2 separate regions of the Mus musculus genome follow, and region 1 is linked to region 2. Evidence: chromatin contacts called from public Hi-C data. All regions are on one chromosome and are shown on one strand. Each heading gives the region's core, a stretch centred on a gene start, on an enhancer-like site or on the middle of the called end of the contact. The rest is flanking DNA. Distances are from core to core; before and after follow the strand shown. Region 1 has its middle 130 kb from the start of Gm33782. Region 2 overlaps Gm33782 (a long non-coding RNA gene).

Evidence for each region. A called contact is a pair of places that touch in the nucleus more often than the background predicts.
Region 1: a contact with region 2 is called in a Hi-C map of bone marrow-derived macrophages, with 2.5 times the contacts expected there. The contact joins two enhancer-like sites. A contact is called at or near these places in 6 of 484 Hi-C or Micro-C datasets (bone marrow-derived macrophages, embryonic fibroblasts, embryonic stem cells and 2 more), 2 of 115 datasets of contacts at active chromatin or transcription factors (CD8 T cells and neural progenitor cells) and 1 of 9 other capture datasets (adipose tissue).

What each region holds. Positions count from the first base shown.
Region 1 is chr10:96,433,762-96,439,105 of GRCm38.p6, forward strand. No RefSeq gene overlaps it. Among named protein-coding and RNA genes, the nearest start is that of Gm33782, 130 kb to the left of the region's middle. Within about 2 kb of position 1,555, at least 22 of the 459 cell types and tissues checked have an H3K27ac peak or open chromatin away from gene starts, as enhancers often do. A contact at or near this core is called in adipose tissue and bone marrow-derived macrophages, where this site is marked.
Region 2 is chr10:96,329,226-96,334,915 of GRCm38.p6, forward strand. All of the region lies in intron 2 of Gm33782 (a long non-coding RNA gene), which reads left to right. Among named protein-coding and RNA genes, the nearest start is that of Gm33782, 23 kb to the left of the region's middle. Within about 2 kb of position 4,231, at least 117 of the 459 cell types and tissues checked have an H3K27ac peak or open chromatin away from gene starts, as enhancers often do. A contact at or near this core is called in adipose tissue and bone marrow-derived macrophages, where this site is marked.

The DNA of each region.
Region 1 (5,344 bases), core at 305-2,804, 100 kb after region 2:
CAAGACTCCCAACCTATGCCTTTCAGTAATGCCAGCACAAGGACTGCTTTAAAGGGCTTAGCAAAAGATAGATGTTAGGCATGGCTGAATGTCACCCCTACTATTTTATGGAAATAGAAGCATGGAGAAGTGTTGCAGGTTTTTCCCTGTCCAATTACATTAGGGCAGCAAGAGGCCTGTGATTGGACATGAAAAAGGGAGGTGGAGCTAAGAGTTGGTATTTTATTGAAATAGAAGCATGGAGAAGTGTTGCAGAATTTTCCCTGTCCAATTACATTAGGGCAGCAGGAGGCCTGTGATTGGACATGAAAAAGGGAGGTGGAGCTAAGAGTTGGAGAGGCAGAGAGCATCTCAGAGGGAGAGAAGTGAGAAGGCCAAGATGGAGGCAGACGTGAACCAGTGTGGCTTTAACCAGCTGCAGGTAGTTATGATACCATAAGGTTAGAATAATTGGGATAGAGCTTTTAATCATTATCAATTGGTTCTGAAATTATTGTATTGGCATCTTGTAAACTGTGAACTTAATGGTACATAAATCTGATTGGCTAGTTATAAGCTTTAAGAGTTTTGATTCTACCAGGTAAATGGATGTTGTGATGGCTGACTGTGGGATAGACAGTCATTGGGTGGAGCTGGCGGCAGCAATCCGCCAAGGGGCTTGGGAACTCGGGCCCAGTGCTGGTACTCTCCCCCCACCCCATCCCCACCCCACCCCCACCCCGCAACAGAGAAGGGGTACAGTTCTCACAAGACTACACAACTGCTGGTGACACTGGAACTTAAAATCAAGTCTACTGACCTCTTTTCCTTCAAACCCTGCCATCCTTGCCCATGTAGATGGCTAAGCCGTGATGGTCAATGGAGTATGCAGTTGTATTGACTGAAGAGTTTCTCTAACTAAGGCTTGGTCCTACAAGCCTGGTGGACAGAAAGATGCTGAAGTATTTTGGATTTAATTCTTTCTAGATCCCTTGGACTATACTTCCAGCCAGCTACAGTTTAAAACAAAGAACTGCAGACTATTGTATTCCATCAGAAATATAATTGGTGGGGCTGGGCTGATAGTCCAATTGATAGAGTGATTGTCCTGTATGCATGAGTCCCTGAGTACAATCTCCAGAGCTTCTAAAACAAGTAGACAAGTTTAGGTGGGTACGGTGATTACAGGTATGGGAAATGGGGAAAGGAGTTAAAAGTCATGCTCAGCTACATAACAAGTTCAAGGCCAGCCTGGGCTAACGAGACTCTGCCTTGAAACAAAATAAGACTTTTTTTTTTTAATTCATACAATTATAGGCATTCATATGAAACGTAGTCTTGTGTTGTTATAGGAATTTATCTATTGGACCATCACAGGCAAAGGTGATTTTATTGTGTAGGGTTGAAGTCATCTATGTGGAAAATAATGTTTTTAAAATTTTCAGAAGAAAAAGTGGTTTCACGGTAGGGAATGTGATAACATCTATAACACATAAATGCTGGACTCTAGACTAACACTTTGGAATACAGTTGTGAAATCCAGGAAGGAAGTGAGTAACAAGGGCCACTTTGAAATTTGTCAAACACATCGAAAGGGAAAGAAAAAAAAAGTACCATGACACCAGACACTAGCAACCACTGGAAAATATCTAACAGTTTCTTTCAATTGTCGGATAAGGGAATTTGGTTCAACAAAGACGGGAAGTGGGATACGAAGACCGACAAGCTTTCCTGCAGCCCCTGGTTTGGTCTTTTAAAGTCATGAGAAAGTGTGCCATAGCAAGGCAGGTTAGAGACTCCAATCATTGACTCAGTTAAACAAAGGTATTCATACAAGCAGGGAAAGTCCTTGTAAAAGGAGAAAGCTGCTTTTGTCAGCCATGGAAGTCTGAAAATGTTTGGGGTGTGTCCTCAAAGACTTCAGTGGCAATCTCTGGTTGGGCTTCTATTTAATCTATTTCCAGCAGAGAACTTGAGCCCTGTTTCCTCTTGGGAGTGTCACATGCCTAGCATTAGTGTTTGGGGCTTCAGAGAATCTCTAATGAACCTTTTATATATACTTTTTTTTTTCTTTTTTGAGAGTACTCAAAAAATTAGGCTGTGACAACTACCCAAAACATAATTTGTTATGCTGCTTAATTATTTAATGCACTGTTTAAAAATTTAAACATGGCCTCTGGTTGGTTGGCTGACGGAGTCCCATTAAGGTACATTTGAAACGCCTTCAAGATTATAATTATCTACTGAGTTCTTCATGGTTCAGATTTATAAATTAGATTGTGTTCTCTAAGAAAATGCCAATTCAAATATGTCAACATTAATGTTTTAAGGTATTTCTTTAAAATATTACTAGATATATAGATCTTTAAAATATTACTAAATGCCTATATCTTTAAACTTTTTTTCTTGAAAAGTAACATGAAAGTGAAATAAGGTCTAATTATCTTATTTATAATATTATTACATTCATATTATCTTTTAATTATATTATTATATACTCGTATACATCCCCTTTCTAATTCAGAAAAAGATGTTACCATAGAAATATTTGTTGACCAGCATCACAGGATCAGATCTTCACAGTAATGGCAAGAATCCAGTCCAACCCTATGTGTGACAGCTGTGTCTACTGAGCATCACAACAGAACCTCACATTGTTTTTTAGGAGGAATGAAAATAAGTAACATATTTCTTTACATGTGTTACAAAATTGGTACTTTCTAGAGGGAATGAAAGGACATTAAATCAAGTGAAATGAGCGAGGCATGGAGGCCAAAGGCCACTTGTTCTCACCGAAATGTAGAAGCGAGAAATGTTGATTCTGTAAGGTAGAAAGTACAATAGTGTGTGTTTATCATGTGTGAAACCCTGGTTAGGAAGAGAAATGGGAGAGAAGAACAAGGAAGGAGAGAGAAAGGGGGAAGGAAGGAAGGAAGGAAGGAAGGAAGGAAGGAAGGGAGGGAGGGAGGGAGGGAGGGAGGGAGGGAGGGAGGGAGGGAGGGAGGCAGAGACAAAGATATTTTCAATGTTATAGAACCAGAAGGTTCTCTAAAATGTAAAACTCAGTGAGCAGGATGATTATCTGCACATTAGCCTACTTACCTTTCAGGGGAGCTACTACATCCACAAGGGGGGTCCCCCCGGGTGAGTCTCATCTCTTATACTCTTCCACGTGCTCCCCAAATGCAGGGAACTCAGTTATAGTTCTTATCTATTTGCTTCTGGTCATCTTCCTGAATATTCCTCAAGACCAGGTTGTGTGTCTTATCTACTGATGCAGTCTCCTAGCTTGTTAGTGTAACTGACACATGATAAAACTTTAAGAAAGCCTTTGTTAGGTTCTGGGACTGGAGCCTAGCATAATCATCATCAGAGGGACGAGAGTGACTTCATCCATCAACTGATGTGAGCAGATATAGACTCTCACAGACAAATATTAGGAGGAGCACAGGGAGATTTTTGGAGGAGGTGCAGGAAGGAGAGGAGGAGCCATGGGAATCAGGAACACCATGAGAACCTGGCCCACAGAATCAACTGACCACCAGGACTCATTGGGGCTAACAGATATAAGAAAGCCTTTAGACTCTGCATGTGTTATGTATGGCTGGGATTCCTAACAGTGGGAGCAGGATCTGTCTCTGAATCTTTTGCCTGCTTGTCAGACCTTTCTCCTCCTACTGGGTTGCTTTGTCCAGCCATGATATTAGAATATGTGCCTGGTCTTATTGTAGCTTGTTATGCTGTGTTTCCTTGATGTCCCAGAGAGACCTGCTCTTTTCTGAGGGAGGTGGATCTGGGAGAGAGGGGAGGTGGGGATGGTTACTAATGGAAGGGGAAGGAGGGGAAATCAGAGTCAGTTTATAATAGAGAAGTTAAAAAGTATAATAATAATAATAATAATAATAATTCAAAATAAAGAAAGCCTCTGTTTTCATAATAGACAAGGTAATGAATGGCCAATTAATATAATATACACTCTTAGTCATAATGAAGCAGAGATGATGATATTTCTCAAGTCACTGACAAAAGTAATTCTAAGTAAAGAAGAATACCTTCTTCCTTCTACACGTCATTTATACCCCATAGGAAAGAGAACCATTTAGATTATAATTTCCCAATCCACCATCCTCCAAACTGAACTGTCACCTACTAGTTAATGACATTAAAGTATCAACAGCCCAGTAACCACTCAACCTAGGCTTTTGCTCATTTAACTAGAGAACTGGGAACTCTGCATGCTTTGACCTTGGGTTGAAGACTGAGCCTAACGAGAAGTGGTGATAAGGTATAGACTTGATTAGATTATTTAAAAAGCATGCAACACTACCTAAAATGTGACTGTGAGGACTAGGCTGGCTTCTAGGAAAATAAGCATAGTTATTAAGACTAGAGGAGGAAGGCGGAGTCTGGAACAGCTGAGAGAAAAATGGCTTATGGCTTCTCTTCCTCAACTTCATACAGCCTGATAGAGTGGAAGGGTTTGGAATTGAAGTTTTTGAATTAGGTGGTTAAGGATGAGTGAAGGGTTCTAAGCGAGTCCAGGAATGACTCATCTCTGACCTGTGATGTTCACCTCTGACCTGTGACACTCACCTTTGACCTGTGATACTCATCTTTATGAACGTTCTGCATAGGGTCAGCTTCGTGGGCACACAACTTACAACTCACGCATTGGAACAGACTCCGTGCTTAAGTGTGGTCAGGCTGATTGTATTTTAGAATCTGTGTTCTGTAAGTGGAGTTCTGTGGGACAGTGGTGCATGCAGATGAACAAAGACATTATGAAGTTTAGTATCTATGTTCCATCGCTCACCGTACCCTGAGCACAGGATGCTCCAGAAGCTCAGGATTCCAGTGAGCCAGGATGCAGGCAGCAGCAGTGGGATGGAAAGTGAACACAGGGTAATAGCAAAATGTACAGCGGGCCAGCCAGAGTGCTGTCTGTGTAGTCCACACTCCCTGTCTAAACCACAGTGAGCTTCGCGTGGAAAAGGGAAGTAATGGGGTTCTAAGAAACATGAGATAGCTCAGATTTCCCTGAAGCCAAAGGCAGGGAATGTTGCTAGAATGTGCATACAGGAAGAAGGGAAACAGCACACTTCTGTCTGCCCTTTGACTCCTTATCACTCTGATAAGTCCTATACACAATTTCCACCCCACCCCAGCTGTTAAACCTGTATTCTCTGTCGCTTTACTGCCTTGCAATGTTAACTCTGCCCTGTGTGTTGCCAGGAGGTCTTGCCTACATGTCCTGCTTTCATTCCGCCTCTCCTGCTGTTGATGATTTTATAGCCTTAGAACTTCGTTACACTTTAGACTGTGAACTTCTGAAGGGGACGTGCACATCTGTTGTGTTTTTCCATAA
Region 2 (5,690 bases), core at 2,981-5,480:
TGATTAGGTCTATTATAACCCAGCAGCGGTGTCTCCTGAGCATCTGTCTCTCTCACATTCTTGCTTTTCCTCTCATGGGTGTTTTGATTTTTGCTGTGGTTGTTTCTTCTAAACAATCTCTCTCTTTCCCCACACCACAAGTCATCTTTGTTGGGTACCTTTTTCTTCTACTCTGGATATGTCTTTTCAGGCTAGGTGCTTTGGTCTTTGTTATACTCTTGGCTTCTGGTGGTTTATTCCCTAAAGCAGTGGTCTCAATCTTCCTAACGCTGTGACCCTTTTCTACGGTGTCTTGTGTTGTGATGACCTCCAACCATAAATTGTTTTTTGTTGCTCCTTCATAACTGTAACCGTCTACTGATGTGAATTGTAATATAAATACTTTGGGAGATAGAGGTTTACCAAAGAGGTCTCCACCCACAGGTTGAAAACCACTGTTGGAAGGTTCTATGGTACCCTTACATAAAATTTCTTCCAAAATGACCCAATCTACCTTTCCTGGAAAAAGTCCTCATTTTTCTCCACCAAATTTTGGAAGTATTGCTTACTGACAACATAGCCCTGTTCCTGCCATGAGAAAGGAGCCTCTTTACTCATTGATCCTGTGTGTTTGATATGAATCAAACATTAGGAGCCACCGCCCTTAAAGTACGGAAAACACATACAGAGCTCTCCGGGAATTTTTGTTTTTCCTGATGTGTTTTTCAATGGTTATGTGAAAAAAGAAAGGTACCTGTTTGGGTGGGGCTTGAGGAGGAGGACACTTGCTGAATCTATAATGCATTCCAAAGAAAGGCTTGTTTCAGCTTCTAAGTCACTATTGCTAGGGTGGAAGTTGAGAATCTGATAACAGTGGTTGAACCATTTTCATGGACTCCTCTCACAGTGCTTCTCATCCTTCTCAAAGATGTGACCCTTTAATACAGTTCCTCCTGTTATGGTGACCTCCAACCATAAAATTATTTTCATTGCTACTTCGTAACTATAATTTTGCTACTGCTATGAATAGTAATATAAGTATCTTATATGCAGGATAACTGATATGTCACCCCCAGAGGGGTTGAAACTCACAGGCTGAGAACCACCATCCTAGTCGGTCCATCTACCGGTGAGCTATCAGTTTGTTTTAGAATGAGGGACTAATGGATGGAGAGATGGCTCAGTGGCTAAGAGCGCTGGCTACTCCTCCAGAGTACCAGGCTCAATTCTGAACACCCACATGGAAGCTCGCACCCTGTAACTTCAGTTCCAGGAGGTTCGACACAAACATATAGGCAGGCAAAATATCAATGTACAGGAAATAAAGATAAACATTGAGGATGCAATGAGGGAGTCCTTGACACCAGCTTTGTTAGGGGCTCTTCCAATGCATCTAGACCTAAGAAATGCCCCGTTGCTACATTCTTTTGTCCATGATTTAACATTCTCACTTTACACTAGAATTTTATTATGAGAAATAGAACAGATGGCAAGAAGAGCTAGAGGTGAATAAGAACCAGAAGGAGACCTAAGGCTGATACTTACTCGGGTTACTTATAATGCACACAGCCTACAAAGTAAGGGAGAGCAAAAACCCTGCAAGTATATGACTTTTATGCTTCATTTATTAGTTTCATGTGGTGAGTTTTATGGCCTTTAGAATGTGGACAGAGATTGAGTTTCACTTTTAAAAGGAGTACTTTGCTCTGTGGTCCAGTGCATGACCATCAGACAACAAATTAATTCTCCCCATAAATACTTAAATGTGCTTCAGCTCGCACTTCTCCTTCGTCTTTTGTTGGGTTTGACTTTTGTAACAATACCCATTGTGCCCAGTGAGTGTCTGCTGTCAGCTGGCTCTTAATGAACCTGAAAGGCATTGAGGTCCCCAGCAAGCCAAGATGCTGAATAGTGGAGTCTCAGTTGAGAAAAAAAGAAAACAGCCCATAGCAAATGTTTGTTCTCTGATTCATTGTCACAGATCGATCGGCTGTACATTTTCAACAACTTAAAAAAATGAGGACGCCCAAAGTTCTTAAAACTTTCTAGAAATGGTTAATGTAGCATTTGTGGACCATGGTTGTATGTTAGGAAAACCCAAGAAGTGTTTCACTTCCCCAGTGCCCTGGCTACAAACTTCTCTAATTCAACCAGAATCTTTGTGTTTAGACCTGTGTAAGTCCTGTGTGTATGTATATACATTCCTGTGTGTGTGAAGATGTGCTTGTATATATCCTGCCCATGCATTTCAGCATCTGCCCTAAATCATCACAGCAATACACTGGTTTTGAAACACGATCTCTCAATGAACCTACAGCTTGAGGATTCAGCAAGAGCGGCTGGCTGTCCAACAACCTTCGGGGGATTTTCTTTGTCTTTGTCTCCCCTGTGCTAGAATACCCATATAGATTATTGTCTTGCCTAGTTTTATGTAATCTTCACACAAGCTAGAGTCATTGGAGAGAATGCTTCCTTTAGATCAGGCTATAGGCAAGCCTGTAGAACATTTTCTTAATTAGTGATTGAATGTGGAAGGGCCCCGTTGTCGTTGATTACCACCCCGGCCTGGTGGCTCTGGGTTCTAAAAGAAAGTAGGCTAAGCAAGCCATTGGAAGCAAGGCAGTAAGCACTACCCATCTGTAGCCTATGAATCAAGTCCTTCCTCTGGGTTCCTGACCACTTGGAGTTTCTGCTTTGGCTTCCATGGACTCTGATTCAGGATGTGTACGTCAAATAAACCCTTTCCTCCCCGAGTTGCTTTTGGTGGTAGTGTTTCACCAAAGCAAGATTAACTCTAAGGCAACTGTCTTATCACTTCTCACAGGGGCTCTAGGCATCCAAACTCAAGTCCGCTTGCTTGTATAGCAAGCACTTTAACAACTAAGCCATCTCCCCAGCCAGCACTTTAACAACTAAGCCATCTCCCCAGCCCCGTGCACTGGGATTTTTTTAAACACTCGCGCATTCTAGACTGCTCATTCCCTTCTGTTTAAAGGAATAGCTCCATTATCAGAAAACAATAATTCAACTCTTATGAAATCCCATCCATGGACATGTTAAAGAGATGTGGAAAGGGCTTTGTTCAAGTTACACACACATTTTTACCTGCCCGCTATCACTTTAAAACTTGGATGGATCTTCATTTAAAGAAAAGGGAAGTCCTGATAAAAATGGTAGTGTGCAGTGCCTCTTAAAACACTAGCACTTCAGGACCTTGTCACTGGCTTATCTGAGGGACAAAGAGCTGGTGCAGACTCTTTAGAAGGGGCTATAAGCTTTCTGGTTCTCCACAGACCCTTCCAGTCCTCAGCCTGTTCCCTACCAGGCAGCACTCTGGATATCTGTTTTTGACTCAGTTCACAGAAGTCTGTCAAAGCTCAGGTTCCTTTGTCTCTTCCGTATCCCACACAGGAGATTCAGCATGTGCCAAAGAGCTGCCTTTGACCTGAACGCTCATGCCATCCCTTCACGTCTCTGGTATTGGAAAGGTTATCAGGTTCCTCTCTGAATTCTACTCCAGCTCCTTTCCCCCACCCCAGAGGCTTTGTTCTGTGCTTTTGCTTTAAGAATGAAGACAAAGCCTGACGATACATCTATTCTCCTAAGACTCTAGTTCCTCAAGGCTGAGTGCCAGCTCCCTGATTTGTTTCCCGTCCAGAGCTGCGAATACAGAGACCGCCAACAGGGCAAGGCCATTTTGCTAATGACCTTCGTAGGGCTGACTGCACAGCCAGTCAACAGCAGATCTGAAAATAGAACTCAGGACTTTCAAATCATTGTTCTGCTTGCTGGGCTGTATTTCCTCCCATAAGGGCCTGGTTAAGCAACGTCCTGTTTTGCACAAGCAGAAGTCACAATACACATATGAGAAACTGGACTGGACACAAGGATCACAAGACCGCACCCACCCTTAGGAAAGATGGCTCTGTAGCATGAAGCAGTGCGATTTGTTTCTAGTCCTGCCGGTTTGGGTTGCAAGCGGGCTCACAGCTGGTCAAATCATTGACTTTGCAGTATGTGGTGTTTTAGGAATTTTCAGAGTGCCAAGTGTCAGGTATTTGCCTGACAACACACCAAAAAGACATTTATGCAAGTGACAGAACAGTGTCGTAAGGTGGCCACCAGCTTGGGAATCACTGTGTTTGTGGTGCAAGTGCCATGGGAGAACCAGAAGCTTGGTGGCAGATCATTCTTTTAGGGTATTCCTTGTGGCCTGTAGAGGGCAGATTGAAATCGCAGAGATGCCCCTAGGCACTGTAGTCATCCTGGACTTGGAGGCTGAGGCAAGAGGACCTCGTGATCAAGACCAGGCAGTTCCTTTATTACCTCGAGCTGCCTTAAGGGAAGGAAATGGGGTGGGGGTGGGGGACGACGAAACAGAACAAAACAAACAAACAAAATGACTGGAATTGTCAAAAGTCAATCAATAAGGGAGTTTTATTTGGGAGCTGACAGCAGGATTACGTACAGTCCAGAACACAGGTATACAGGTGGCCACTTGCATGTCCTGAGAACAAAGGAAAGCCTGGGGGGTTTTAGCAAGCAGAGAAATCTACACATGAACATACCTGGTCCTTCTCACTGCCTGTGGGAATGGCAAGGTCTGATGGATGGGTGGGGCAGTGGGTAAAGCTAGTTTGAAGATTGTAGTTGGCAGTTACGCTGTTAGCTACTAAATAAATCAAGTCTTGAACATGCCCAGGGTGTTCCTTTGGACTGTTTCTGGAAGATTGGATCTGGAGCAGGCATGTATTGGTATGATTTCCCTTCCTTGCCTCCAGCCCCCGCCCCCCTCCACCTTAGTGGGGTGTGGTAGGAATGCTTACAGAAGGTTGGGGGGTGGTTTACACTTCCTGATGTTCCTTCAAATTGTTGAGACCTCTCTGTTCCATGCTAGCCCACGTAGAGGGCTTGCTAGCCCTTCAGTGATCTTCAGTGTGTTCTTGGAGAGCAGAGCCTGAGGATGCTAGCTGTTTTTGCCTCTCAGTCAAGCTCCTGGCCGCTCCGCAGGACATAACAGAGTGGATTCCAGGACCCTGAACTAGCTGTAGTACGTGAGCCCTGGATCTATGTCTCACACCTGCCAGACTTGAATCGAATGGCTTTGTGTCTTTGCGTCTGTTTGTTAGTCTGTAAGACAGGCGCGGCAACAGCTGGTAAGACCTCGGAGTCATTATGAAATTGAAATGAGTTGTTATTCATGGATTGCTTCAAAAGATTCTAGACAAAGATAATAGGTTTAGTTGTAGGCAATCAATAAACGACCTAGCAACGGGAAACAACTGCAGTTAGCTATGTGGAACAGGCCGAACACACCACAGGACCCTCCTTCCTTCTCTCCTTCTTTAGAGAAGCCTGCTTTATAGTTCAAAAGTGGGCCCTTGAGATCTCATTCCTCATTGCTCCATACTACAGATAGAGCAACTGAGGCACAGGGAAATTAGGTGATTTATTTATGTTTACCCACCAGGCACGTGACAGGATGGAAGGACAGGGCACTGTATGTACTGATGTCACTCACGGTTTTGCCATCGTTGTGCCAGTTTGGTATTTATTTCCTAGGAAAAAACCATAGAGGAAGCTGCTTGTGATGTTCTTCAGATGCTTAGATAGAATCGTTTACAGACACTTTGGAAGCAGCAAAACATGCAGAAGTACCCATGGGCGGTGATGGCAATGACTAATGCACACATGAGGACTCTTACTGCAGC